Linked DNA regions of Mus musculus: region 2 is linked to region 1. Evidence: chromatin contacts called from public HiChIP or PLAC-seq data. All regions are on one chromosome and are shown on one strand. Each heading gives the region's core, a stretch centred on a gene start, on an enhancer-like site or on the middle of the called end of the contact. The rest is flanking DNA. Distances are from core to core; before and after follow the strand shown. Region 1 has its middle 41 kb from the start of Gm30366. Region 2 has its middle 19 kb from the start of Fstl4.

Region 1 (5,626 bases), core at 1,784-4,283:
TCTTTGGGGGAATCAATATCTTCCCATGCATACGCACTGCCCAATTGCGGGTTCGGATTGTGAAAGGAGAGAAAGGGAAATTTATTGCCTTGTAAATGCTGGCAGAAGGTAGTAGGTTTACTGAGAGCTGTAATTAAAGTTTTGCTGATAATAAAAAATAGAGGCAATAAAGAATCACCCAGATTTTCCCAGCATTCAGCCCCAGAATGGCTGAGCCACTCAGGGCTCCAGATTCTTGATAATCGTCCATCAATTAATCTATTAAGATGACATTCTTAGCTCCCCCCCCCCCACAAAGGCTGCCAACTGCTGAGCCTTGATGTGTCCTCCATGTACCCCCAGGACCAGGCAGCCATACCATGGTAGCTTCAATACCAAAGACAGCAGGAAGGGCCAACTCTTATTTTACTGACTTAAGATGGCTCTCTGGGAGGCTGCCAAGCCACAAGTGTTCCACAGACCCTGGAAATAGAGATCCCATTGTGGAGGTAAGGAACTGGACTCCTAAAAAAGTCGCTTGTGCCTCTTTCTGCATGGGATCACCAACCTCCTAAACCTCCAGAAGGGACTAAGCACCTCCAACTAGGGAGTAAGTGATCAAATGCATGAGCAGGGATGGGGGTGGGGGGATGGGGTGGGTGGGGGAGTGGGGTTGGGGGAGTGGACATTCTCATTCAAATCACAACACCTGAGAAAGGAAGAACATGGGAGAGAGAAAGGAAAGAGGGCCTTCTAGTGCCCACAGGAAGCTAAGAAATGCAAACTGTGTCCTTGGATATAAAACTCCCTGCCACAACAAAGGGATCTCTCCCTGGCTACAGTCTCCAGGGCTTGGCACCAGGCAGCTGAATGAGATTAAGTGTTGTAAAGAAAGCCAGAAACCCTCTCCACCAGACCCACCACCTGTAAATGTATAGATTCCTAGGCTGTTCATTCAATGAGCATTGATTGAGCACCTACATCGTACTGCCAACATACAGCACCCAATACTTGTAGAAAGAGCAAGTCAAAAACTGACCTCCTTGTTGCCAGGAAGTGTTTATGAGAGTCAGCTCTTTCTAAAATTAATAGTGTGCCCTATACTAAGTGTCCCCTATATGCTAGAGATGAAAACCTTTTATGTGCATTAATTCATTCATTCTCATTTGGTCCTTAATACCTTGTGAATTAGACACAGTAGTCATCACTAACAGCTGAGGGCAGGATGGCTTACAGATGTCAATCACATATCTAAGATGGATATCATGTGGCCGGCATGACTCCAAAGCCCACATTCTTTCCCTTCCTTCCCTGTGCCCCAGGAGCTCCTCTCTTCCCAGAATGTTTTATCTGCTGAGAGGGAGCTAGAGGTGCGAAGAGATCATCCCTGAGTCTATGCCTAGAGACTAGAGAGAGACGGGGCTACATAGGATGCTGCGTGGGCCCTCGTGGAAACAGTGTAAGGAGCTGTTCATGTGGTCTACTCTGGTCTGGAGAAGTGGGCCTGGCTTGCACTACTGGCTGCCAGCCGTCCTGGATTCTTTCCCTGTTTGGTTTGTTATGGTGCTAAGAGATCGAATCTAGGGTCCTGTGCATGGCAGGCAACTATTCTATTTCTGAGCTACAAACATACGGCCTCAGCCCTCCCTCCTGTCCCACAATCTAGCCTCTAAATTATCCAGAGGACCGTCAGCTTGCTCGGATCTGTCCCCTTGACAGACAACACACTTTACTCAGAAAGCCAATGAAAACTCCATCATCCAAGGGCCTTGCACTTAGGGGCCCCTCCCATCCAGGTACCTTTTTCTCCAGGGCTCATCCAGCCAATGCCAGGTGCAACCATCCCTCTCCAAAGCTGGGAACCTTGGGTACAGAGTCATCTAAGCCCTGGATAAGACCAAGCACAGGTAAAGTACCTAGGCTGGCTTTTGCTGGGGTATAAGGATCCTCTACATATGTAGCCCCCCTCAGAGAAACAAAGTACCTGTAGGGATGTTCAATTTTCTGACATTGTGACACCATGTTGCCATCTACAAAGTTCACACTAGAGACACAACAAAGTTACAAAAAAAAAAAAAAAAAGCAAAAAAAAAAAAAAATCTCATAATGGGTCCAAGATAAAGCACTTGCTACACAAACATAAGAACCTGAGTTTGGATCCCAGAATTCATGTAAAAGACCAGGCAGGGTAGCATGATTTTTTAACACCAGCTCACAGAGGCCAGCGAGTCTCTGGGGCTCAATAGCCAACTTAGCCAGGATTGGAGAGAGATTCTACCTCCAAAATATTAAGGTAGAAAGCAATGCCAGAGGTCACTCTGATACACACACACACACACACACACACACACACACACACACCCCTAAGTTAATGGCTCTGTGTTGGCTGCATTCACAGCCATCCCTGGCACCTGCAGTCCAGGGGCTATGGGTTAGACACACCTGTGACAGAGCCCCAAGTCATCACCACACTATTTTAACGGTGGTTCCACAAGTTCTATCTTCAGATACCCCAGGACTCGCACTGGTCTTACCTCCCCTCTGTCCTAGGTGAACAAGGGCTCACGCTGACGCCTGCACAGGATTCGCCAACAGGGAGGGTGGCTTATGGGAGGGATTCCAAGCAAGTGCTACATACAGCTCTATGGCTTTTCCAGGAACCCCAGATGAGGGGTTTCAGGCTCAGGCTGCTGTGGGGACCCTGAGCTGCTGATTATTCAATAAAATTACCAGCAGGCCTTAAATCTATCCTCAGTTAACACAGTGTCTTTAATAATAAAAAGGATTTTGCACTGGGGATAAATACAGTGTCTCATTTTCTCACTCTCCTGGTCTCCTGTCACCAGGAGCTTATTAATACAGTTGCTAATATACGGGTCCCAATCAGCCACTAAAATGCTGCTGTTATTCCTGCTAATTCAACAATAAAACGTGGCTGTGCTAGACATAAAAAAGTGAGCTGTCATGTGACTCTCAGAGGCTCTATGGGGGATGTGCCACAAGGCCACAGGGAGCTGAGTCACCACAGCCACAAGGCAAATCACATCCTGACCATGGCCCCTGCAGTTCACAGCTGCCACACACCCAAATATCATATAAGCTGATAGCTATGACCCACACTGTAGTCAATGTCTAGTGCAAGTAACAAGCGACTGCAAAGCCAACAATTTGAAGTCGCCCATGTGAGCTATCTCACAGTTCTGTAGCTTCCTGGATTCTCTACTTCAGAACATTATAGACCACAGACACTGGAGGCCACAGACATTGGAGACCACAGACACTGGAGGCCACAGACACTGGAGACCACAGACACTGGAGACTATAAACACTGGAAGCCACAAACACTGGAGCACAGAAACTGGAGGTGTCTCATTGCTGTCACCAAATCTCTGACAAGAACCGCCTGAAAGAAAGAAAACTTCTTGATAGCTCAATGTTTGAAGGGATTCAGTTCACCTCATTAGCAAGACATGGTGGCATTCGTGGCCAGAAGCGTGTGTGTGTGTGTGTGTGTGTGTGTGTGTGTGTGTGTGTGTGTGTTCCACCTCCTAAGGGTCCCGCAATCTCCCCAATGGTACCACCTAAGGAGTTAGTCAAACACAGGCCCTCACTTCTGCCTTCAAGATGGAGATAGTAATGCCTGTTTAACATCAGACCCTCAATCTGAGGAAGACTAGTGTGGGAGTGTAGGACTTAGTAACAGACTTCAGCAAAACAGAAATGGACTCACAGCAGTAATGCTAAGCCTTGCAGGGGTGGGAGCGCATACCCACCTCAGGGCTCACACAAAAGGGTCTCCATTTCACTCGGAGCCTACTGATAGCGGGCTCCCCCTCCGAGCTACCCTAAGCCATCTGGGAAGGGCACTTTGCTGACAGTGTGACTCGAGGAACTGCAGGCAGATAAAATTAGTGCTGCCCACCCATCCCAAGCTGTCGGTGGAGCTATTCTGAGCTCCCCCGCCCCCACTCAGTTCCTCTTCACATCTTTTGCTCTGACTTTTCTGTGACGAATTCCAAAGCTGAGTCACTAGAAAGGTGGGTCCTGGTGGGTGTTCCCTTCTGGCCGCTTGCTCACTCGCTGGGTCCCAGAGACCCTGGAGAGAGTTGGGGAAGGGAACACCAAGAATCATAGGAGCGGGTGGGGACAGAGTATTCGCTGAGTATCCTGTGAATGGCACAGCTAATCTTAGCTACCCACTTTACAGATGTCACAGCGGAGCACAAAACGGGAGAGGAAGAGGAGGACATGGATAATGAGGATGAGAAGGAGAAAGTGTGTGTGTGTAGGAAGTGCTGCCCAGGGCCCAAGCTTCCTAGTAGCTGCTTCTCTTGTTAGGCCACTATCCCTCCAGATACCAGGTGAGCCTCTACCATCCCTGGCTCCTCCTTGGGACACTAACCGGGCACTAAGCTGGTCCAGCCTCCAGGGAGCGCCCTCTCCAGCCCCAGGATGCAGCTCCTTGAGAGGCTAGAAAACCTCCTATCTAGGATCCAAAGCCCTCCAGCCATAAGGCCAAGAAGCTTTGCCACTCTCAAGGATACCACAGAGCACTGAGTTAGTCTCCTCACACCCTGCCTGCCTTCTTGTTCCTGAAGAAGATGCCTCAGGCACTTGGCACCTCCCAGCCCCTTCCCCCATCCTCATACCCACACCCACACCCTCACCACAGCAGGAATATGTAGACTTCAAGTCCTGAAAAGAGCCTCGTCCATGTTCAACAAAGAAAAAGGAACCCCTGGGCCCTTGTACCCTACATAGGAGAATCTGATATCAAGGCCCATCTGCCCATGATCCCAGAGTGGGTGGGGGTTCAGTAAGAGAGGCCATTTGGGGAGCCTTGTCCCCACATCACCCTGGATATGGGTTCTTCGCTAACATTTCTTGGCTGTTGCAGTTAGTAAAATAATTCATTGCTTTCCCTCCCAGCAAGCAGCACCTCTCAGCCAAGCTCTCTGGGAGATATGACAGCCATTTTCCCCACTCCATGTTCTCCCTTAACTGGTCCAAGTGTCTGAGGACAAGAAACACGCTTTCTCCAGCTCCTGTCCCAAACTACCTCAACATGCCAGCTGGACTCTGGAGCCAGATGCCAGTCTTCTGAGATGCTCGGGTCTGGCCATGTCCCGACCCCACAACATTTCTTCTCAAAGTGCCAAGCCTGCATGAGACAAACCCGTGCCCCATGCAGGAGAAAGGTCCCCACCTGCTCGTTGTCCAGCAGTGTTCAAACTAGGCATCACCTCCTTTTGGAACCCCTCCCTTAACTGAAGCGGGTGTCCCTCTTCTCCAGACCAAAGCACTCTTTTCCTCCCTTTCCCTTGGCAGGGTTTGCCACGCCACCAAACTGGGGTGTGACCTGGCATCTGTGTATGACCAGGGAATCAGACACAGTTTGGGTCTATACGGTCTGGTTTACAGAATATTTGAGCTGCCTTCTTAAATCCACATGGCCCAGGGCACTCATACCCACAGACACAAACTCAGCCAACACCCTTCTGAGTCGCCACAGGAAAGACCCGCTGATGGAGCAAGCCTTTGAAGTTCAAAGAGAAGACTGGCAGGTCCCTCCAGCCTTACTGAGGACCAGGAGTGTAAACAGACCCTTGCAGGTACCATGTTTCCCCTCCCCCCTCCCCAAACACCC
Region 2 (5,778 bases), core at 1,697-4,196, 210 kb before region 1:
AGTGGTCGGGGACAGGGCCCCCCAGAATAATAACAGCAAAGCAGCTGCCCTGCTGAGGCCAGGGAGAAGCCACACTGCTAGCCCTGCCTGCTTGCATGGAGGCTGCCAATATGGAGGGAGAAGGAGGGACCAGCCTAGGGATGTCAGTTAATGTATGTTTATTTGAGTCCTGCTGAGCCTCTGATTTATAAAACAAAGACCACTGGCTGCCAACCCAGTCTGATAGTTATCTGCCTCACTCCAGGCCACCACCTTGTCTTCCTCTGGTTCTGGGGTGGGGCTCGGAGGCTGACCTCTGTGGGTTACCCAGCAGAATCCTTAAGCTCCTTTCTCCCCAACCTGGAAGCCCTCTAATAAGTCAAAGATGGAGCAAGTGAGGTGTTTCCTCATCTGCCCTGCCCTGCCCTGCCCTGCTTTGCCTTGTTCTCTCTGGATTCTCAGTCCTGCAAGGTGGCCCATATCTGTCACTGCAGCTCTCATCAGACACTTGCCGACATGACTTCCTCCCTGTCCCACCAACCTTAACCGAGCAGTGGCTTCCTGCTGGACTCATAACTTCCAGAAGAGTACAGCCCATGCCTTTCCATCTTCCCTTCTACTGTGGTGCCGACTTCTTGGTTAAAAACCTTTCCTTTGACCCAGCCAGGGAATCTTCCTTCTTTCTCAACAAACATATCAGCTGTCATTTTCTCTTAGGGGGAGGGAACAATTTGGTAGCTAACTATTCCCAGGAAGAAATGGACAAATATCGATTCCATCAAGATGAGTCACTGACAATGGATCAGAGGAGCCGTTCCACACAAGTCTCGCTTGATGAGCCAAGAGTCTGCTGGTGCTGCTCCCAGGAGCGTGACTCAATGATGGCTGCCTCGGCTCAGCTAGAGAACCAATGCAGAAGACTATCTTATGGAGGAGGGATAATGAGGATACCGGAGAAAAGCCTCTCAGAGGAAGGGACCACTTAGCTTAGGCTAAGGAGGAGAGGGAACTTGGCACAGGAAACTCCGGGTAAGGGTGCCCAGGCAAAGGCAAGAACAAGTCAAAGATCCTGGATGGGAACAGTAGAGCATGTGTGAGAAGCACAAAGATAGAATGAAGTCAGAAGGGCACACAGGGGTGAGCAACCTGTGCAGGTATCCAGTTCTGCCCCTGATGAGAAGGTTCTTGGTGGCTCAGAATAATGGACCAATTTAAAGTTTTTCTACCAACGCATCTGCTTATTGGTAGGGACGTCTTGGGGAGTGGGGAGGATACGGAGAGCGCAGAATAAGTCGGAAATCATCCCAGCCTTCCAGGCAGGTTGGGTAAGCAGTAGAGCACAGGTATCGCTTAGAGATTCAGCCACCAAGCAAGGGCTGATGGGTACAGAGTATGAGAGAAAGTCTGGGTCTAGCATGACACCAAGATGCATGTCTGGAACTACTGGGTGGGTATAACACTGTTTGCTATGATGAGATGGGTAGAGGTGAGAGAGGCAACAGGAAGGTATTGTGTCTGGAAGTGCACCACCCCCACTCCCTTTACACTGCCACAATTTTCCATTGTAGAAAAAAAAACAAAAAACTGTGCACTTCTGTTTGGCATCCAAAGGACAAGGATCTTGGCTTTTGCAAAATGGTTCCTGGGACCACTGATTCCCTACATGTTTAATCCTTCAGGCACCACACACAACACAGTGCAACCCAACACAGCATAGAAAGAGCCAACAGGAATAAGATCTTCTAAAAGAGGAATGTGTCCTGAGTCCCAGGCTGCATAAAGAGGGAGCCGGGCGTGGTGGCACACGCCTTTAATCCCAGCACTCGGGAGGCAGAGGCAGGCAGGTTTCTGAGTTCAAGGCCAGCCTGGTCTACAGAGTGAGTTCCAGGACAGCCAGGGCTATACAGAGAAACCCTGTCTCGAAAAAACAAAACAAAACAAAACAAAAAAAGAGGGGTCCACTGTAAATCAGGGTTTCTGTTGCCTGAGATCTAAGACAATGGCTTCTCTGGCTTCTCTATGGCGTGGTCCTCTATATACCATGGTCTTGACACTGCTGGACACACAGAGCCAAACAGAAAGGTGATGGTTGGCTATCTGAACAACTGGCCACCTGCCAAACACTCCACTAAAATGATTTCTATTCTATCTCAATGCCATCTCACTGAATTGACATTTCTTCTATGAAATAAGGGGGTGGTGCAGGAATAATGGCCCAGAGATTATGAGCAAGCATGGCTCTTGCAGAGGACATGAGTTCAGTCCCAACCATCACACCAGGAGGCTCACACTACCTGGAACTCAAGCTCTAGGGTTTCTGGCACCCTCCCCGAACCCCAAGGTCACCTGTACTCAGCTGTGCATACTCACACAGAGACACCCATACGTATACACAATTTAAAATGATTAAAACATCTAAGATAGAAGAGGGCCCTAGAAGAGACTAGGATGCCTGCAATGTGTACCATGGACAGCCTGGATCCTGGTACAACCCAAAATGACTACAAAGTCGGCCCCATACAATGCCATACACTTAATTGAAACATTTTCAATGTTTTTGTGATTTATTTTGAATAAGTTGACTGGATGAGTCTTGAATATAAACTTGATAGATGATAACATCATGTCACAAAGTCAAGAGCATGGACCTTTCTGGCACTGTAGAGCTTCCTCGGCTACCCAGAATACCTTCCTTCTCCAAAATAGAGATCAGAAAGCATGTGATGGCAGAGGCCAAAGCCCATCACACAACTCCAAACTCTCATGTGCCTATCCGACGAGCGATTTTTCTGAGGAAAGTATCAAAAGAATCATCCTCCTGTCCTGTAGGCTGCTTCCTTGTTCCTCCTATCTAGGATGCAGGGCAGTTTAAAAAAAAAAAAAAAAAAAAGGCAAAGTTCACACAGAGCTGTGAGCGCTAAGTTAAGAACTGACGAATCTTCTTATCAGAAAGTCAGAGTTCCATTCATACCAGACTCTCTCTGCCCTCCCAGAAGGGTTTACATTCTCTCTTAGTTTAGTCCACATGATCTGGATTATCTGTGGCTCCAACTCACAAGTAGTGAGCAATAATTAATAGCAAGGGAACAGAAATAATTCTAGAGTCAGCACATGCCATTGGGTGGCAGCTGACGGCATGGGACCTAAGGATGTGATAAGCAGAAAGAACTGAGAAAGTATGAGGCCAGACAGTGTCCAGGCAAATATTGTCATTAGGCACAATAGCCCAAGGGGCTGGCATCAAATTATTGCATGGTTTAATAAATGATTCCTAGCACTGGGTGAGGAGGCGTGCCCTCTGCCAGCATTTTCAAGGTAAACTGCTCCTGGCCTACCACATACCCGACCCTTAGCAGAAGGAGCCACATTATCAGCTGATAAGAGCAGGCATTTATCAGCTATCTGAGGAGCAGGTAGCACAGTCCTGAGCCTGAGAGGAATGTCAGCACAGTGGCCTCCTGAGCCAGAGGACGCTCATTGGCTGTGGCTTTCCTGGGCAGCAATGCTCTTCAGTCAACAAGAGAGACTTGGAATTTAGTGCAGACTTGCAGAAAGGAGAGAAGAAAGAGAGGAGAGTAAGAAAGAAGAGGGTAAAGAAGAGAGGAGGAGAGGGGTGAGGGAAGGAAAAGGGAAGGAGAGAAGGAGGAAAGAGGAGAAGAGGGGAAGGGAAGGGAGGGAGCGAGGGGGAGGGAAAGAGAGGGAAAAGGGAGGGAGAGGCTTTATTTCCTAGTTCACAGTAAAGTAAGCACACAGCCTGTGAGTTTCTCACATGCATAGCCTCCCTGCTATGAAGCAGAGTGGTATTAGATGAGCCTTCAGTGAAAGGCAGTCATCAGTGAAGACTCACAGCTGACATCAGGGTTTGTTCTCTGTTCTTTAGGAGGGGCAAACATATAGTAAGTTACATCTACTACTATAGTACCAGACACAGTTAGTCCCCCCTCCCCATCCTCTGTACTCTGCCCCCCCATCCTCTGCACTCTGTCTCCCCTCCATCCTCTGTACTCTGTCTCCCCCCATCCTCTGTACTCTGTCTCCCCCCATCCTCTGCACTCTGTCTCCCCCCATCCTCTGCACTCTGTCTCCCCCATCCTCTGTACTCTGTCTTCCCCCATCCTCTGCACTCTGTCTCCCCCCATCCTCTGTACTCTGTCTCCCCCCAACCTCTGCACTGTCTCCCCCCCATCCTCTGTACTCTGTCTCCCCCCAACCTCTGTACTGTCTCCCCTCCATCCTCTGCACTCTGTCTTTCACTCCCATCCTCTATGCACTCTGTCCTTTGATCACTTCTTTGCCTCTGTTTCTCTCACCATTCTCCTCTGCTTGGAATACCACAGTCCACAGCTTCCCAGCTGACTATTTTCACACAACAGTGCGCGCATCTAACTCACTCCCCTGCTTTTTCATGACTCAGTAGTACTTTGATGTTCAGTCTCAAATAATATTCCATTTTCTGGATATACCACAGTTTATCCATTCACCTTTGAAAGAACATTTTAGTTCTTCCTAAATTTTGCCAATTATGAGTAAAGCTTCTATAAATATCCATGTGTAGACCTAAGTTTTTCTCTTTTGAAACAATAAAAAATGAGTGTGATTGCTAAATCATGTGTTGAAGAATGTGTTTAGTTAAAAAACAAAGTGTGTATGTGTGTGTATGTGTGTGTGTGTGTGTGTGTATGTATGTATGTATGTATGTATGTATGTATTGCTGTCTATATGCAGGTGAGGGCAGGCACAAGATAAGGTGAGAGCCTGTGGTTGGGCAGTGGAAAAGGAAGGCAGGCGGAGAATTTTAGAGACGAGTACAGAGAGACAGAAGGAAGAGAAGAAGGGAAGGACGGCTGTGGTTCCCAGTCTGTGAAATGTGCAGTCATGTGTCACTGTTCCAATTTGTGTTCCTCAGATGACATAATACACAGAGCATCTTTCGCTTGCATATTGTCCAGATGTTCACCTCTTGGGTGAGTCTGTGTCCTGATTGGTGGATTTTGAGCAGTCTTCATGCTTAGGTAAGAGCCTTGCATTTATCTGAGCACTTACAGCTACCCAACGCACGGTTTATCCTCACTCTCATGGCAGCATTGTTGGCAGAGGGAATATTCTCATGTTGATCTGCCCCTCTGACTGTTACTTAAACCGTACTCTTTGTTCCTATGTAACCTGCCCAGCTTGTAGTTTTACCGTGGGTTATTCTCCCATAACTGCCTAACTAAGGAGGGCTAACTGCTGTCTCAAAAAGAGTGGCCAAGTGGCATCGTTCCTTCCACTGGGTCTCATCTCCTAACTGTGAGGTCTGCCATGAAGTCACCAGTGAATTAGCCTCCTGACAAAGTTCACGCCCTCACATTTAACTGTTTCCAGTGTGGTCTGTTGAGAAAACTATCTTTGCTCTACTGCAGTGTATTTATTTGCTTCCTTGCCAAAGCAATTAACCACAGCTAGCTGGGTCTCTAGCGTCCATTCTGGATTCTGCTACTTTAATAAGTTGGTGTGTTTTTTCACAAAACTCTCAGTTACTATAGATTATAGAAAGTCTTAAAGAAGTCATCCTCTGGCCTTCTTGGCTTTCAAGCTTGTGCTGGCTATTATGGGTCTGTTGGCTTTTCATAAGAAGAGTCAGCTTATTGACACTCACAAAATACCTTCTACACACTTAGTCTTGAGAAACTGACTTCTTGACAATAACTTCTCTCTCTCTCTACCTCCCTCCCTCTCTCCCTCCGTAGTTCTTTTGGGTAGCTATTTTCATTTAGATAATATATATATGTAATATATATATTATATATTATAATATAT

Evidence for each region. HiChIP or PLAC-seq counts read pairs in DNA pulled down with a chosen protein or histone mark.
Region 2: a contact with region 1 is called in an H3K27ac HiChIP or PLAC-seq map of heart atrium, with 7 times the contacts expected there. The contact joins two enhancer-like sites. A contact is called at or near these places in 14 of 484 Hi-C or Micro-C datasets (B cells, cerebral cortex, cortical neurons and 4 more), 2 of 115 datasets of contacts at active chromatin or transcription factors (embryonic stem cells and heart atrium) and 1 of 9 other capture datasets (embryonic stem cells).

What each region holds. Positions count from the first base shown.
Region 1 is chr11:52,535,393-52,541,018 of GRCm38.p6, reverse strand. No RefSeq gene overlaps it. Among named protein-coding and RNA genes, the nearest start is that of Gm30366, 41 kb to the left of the region's middle. Within about 2 kb of position 3,033, at least 44 of the 459 cell types and tissues checked have an H3K27ac peak or open chromatin away from gene starts, as enhancers often do. A contact at or near this core is called in heart atrium, where this site is marked.
Region 2 is chr11:52,742,414-52,748,191 of GRCm38.p6, reverse strand. No RefSeq gene overlaps it. Among named protein-coding and RNA genes, the nearest start is that of Fstl4, 19 kb to the left of the region's middle. Within about 2 kb of position 2,946, at least 29 of the 459 cell types and tissues checked have an H3K27ac peak or open chromatin away from gene starts, as enhancers often do. A contact at or near this core is called in heart atrium, where this site is marked.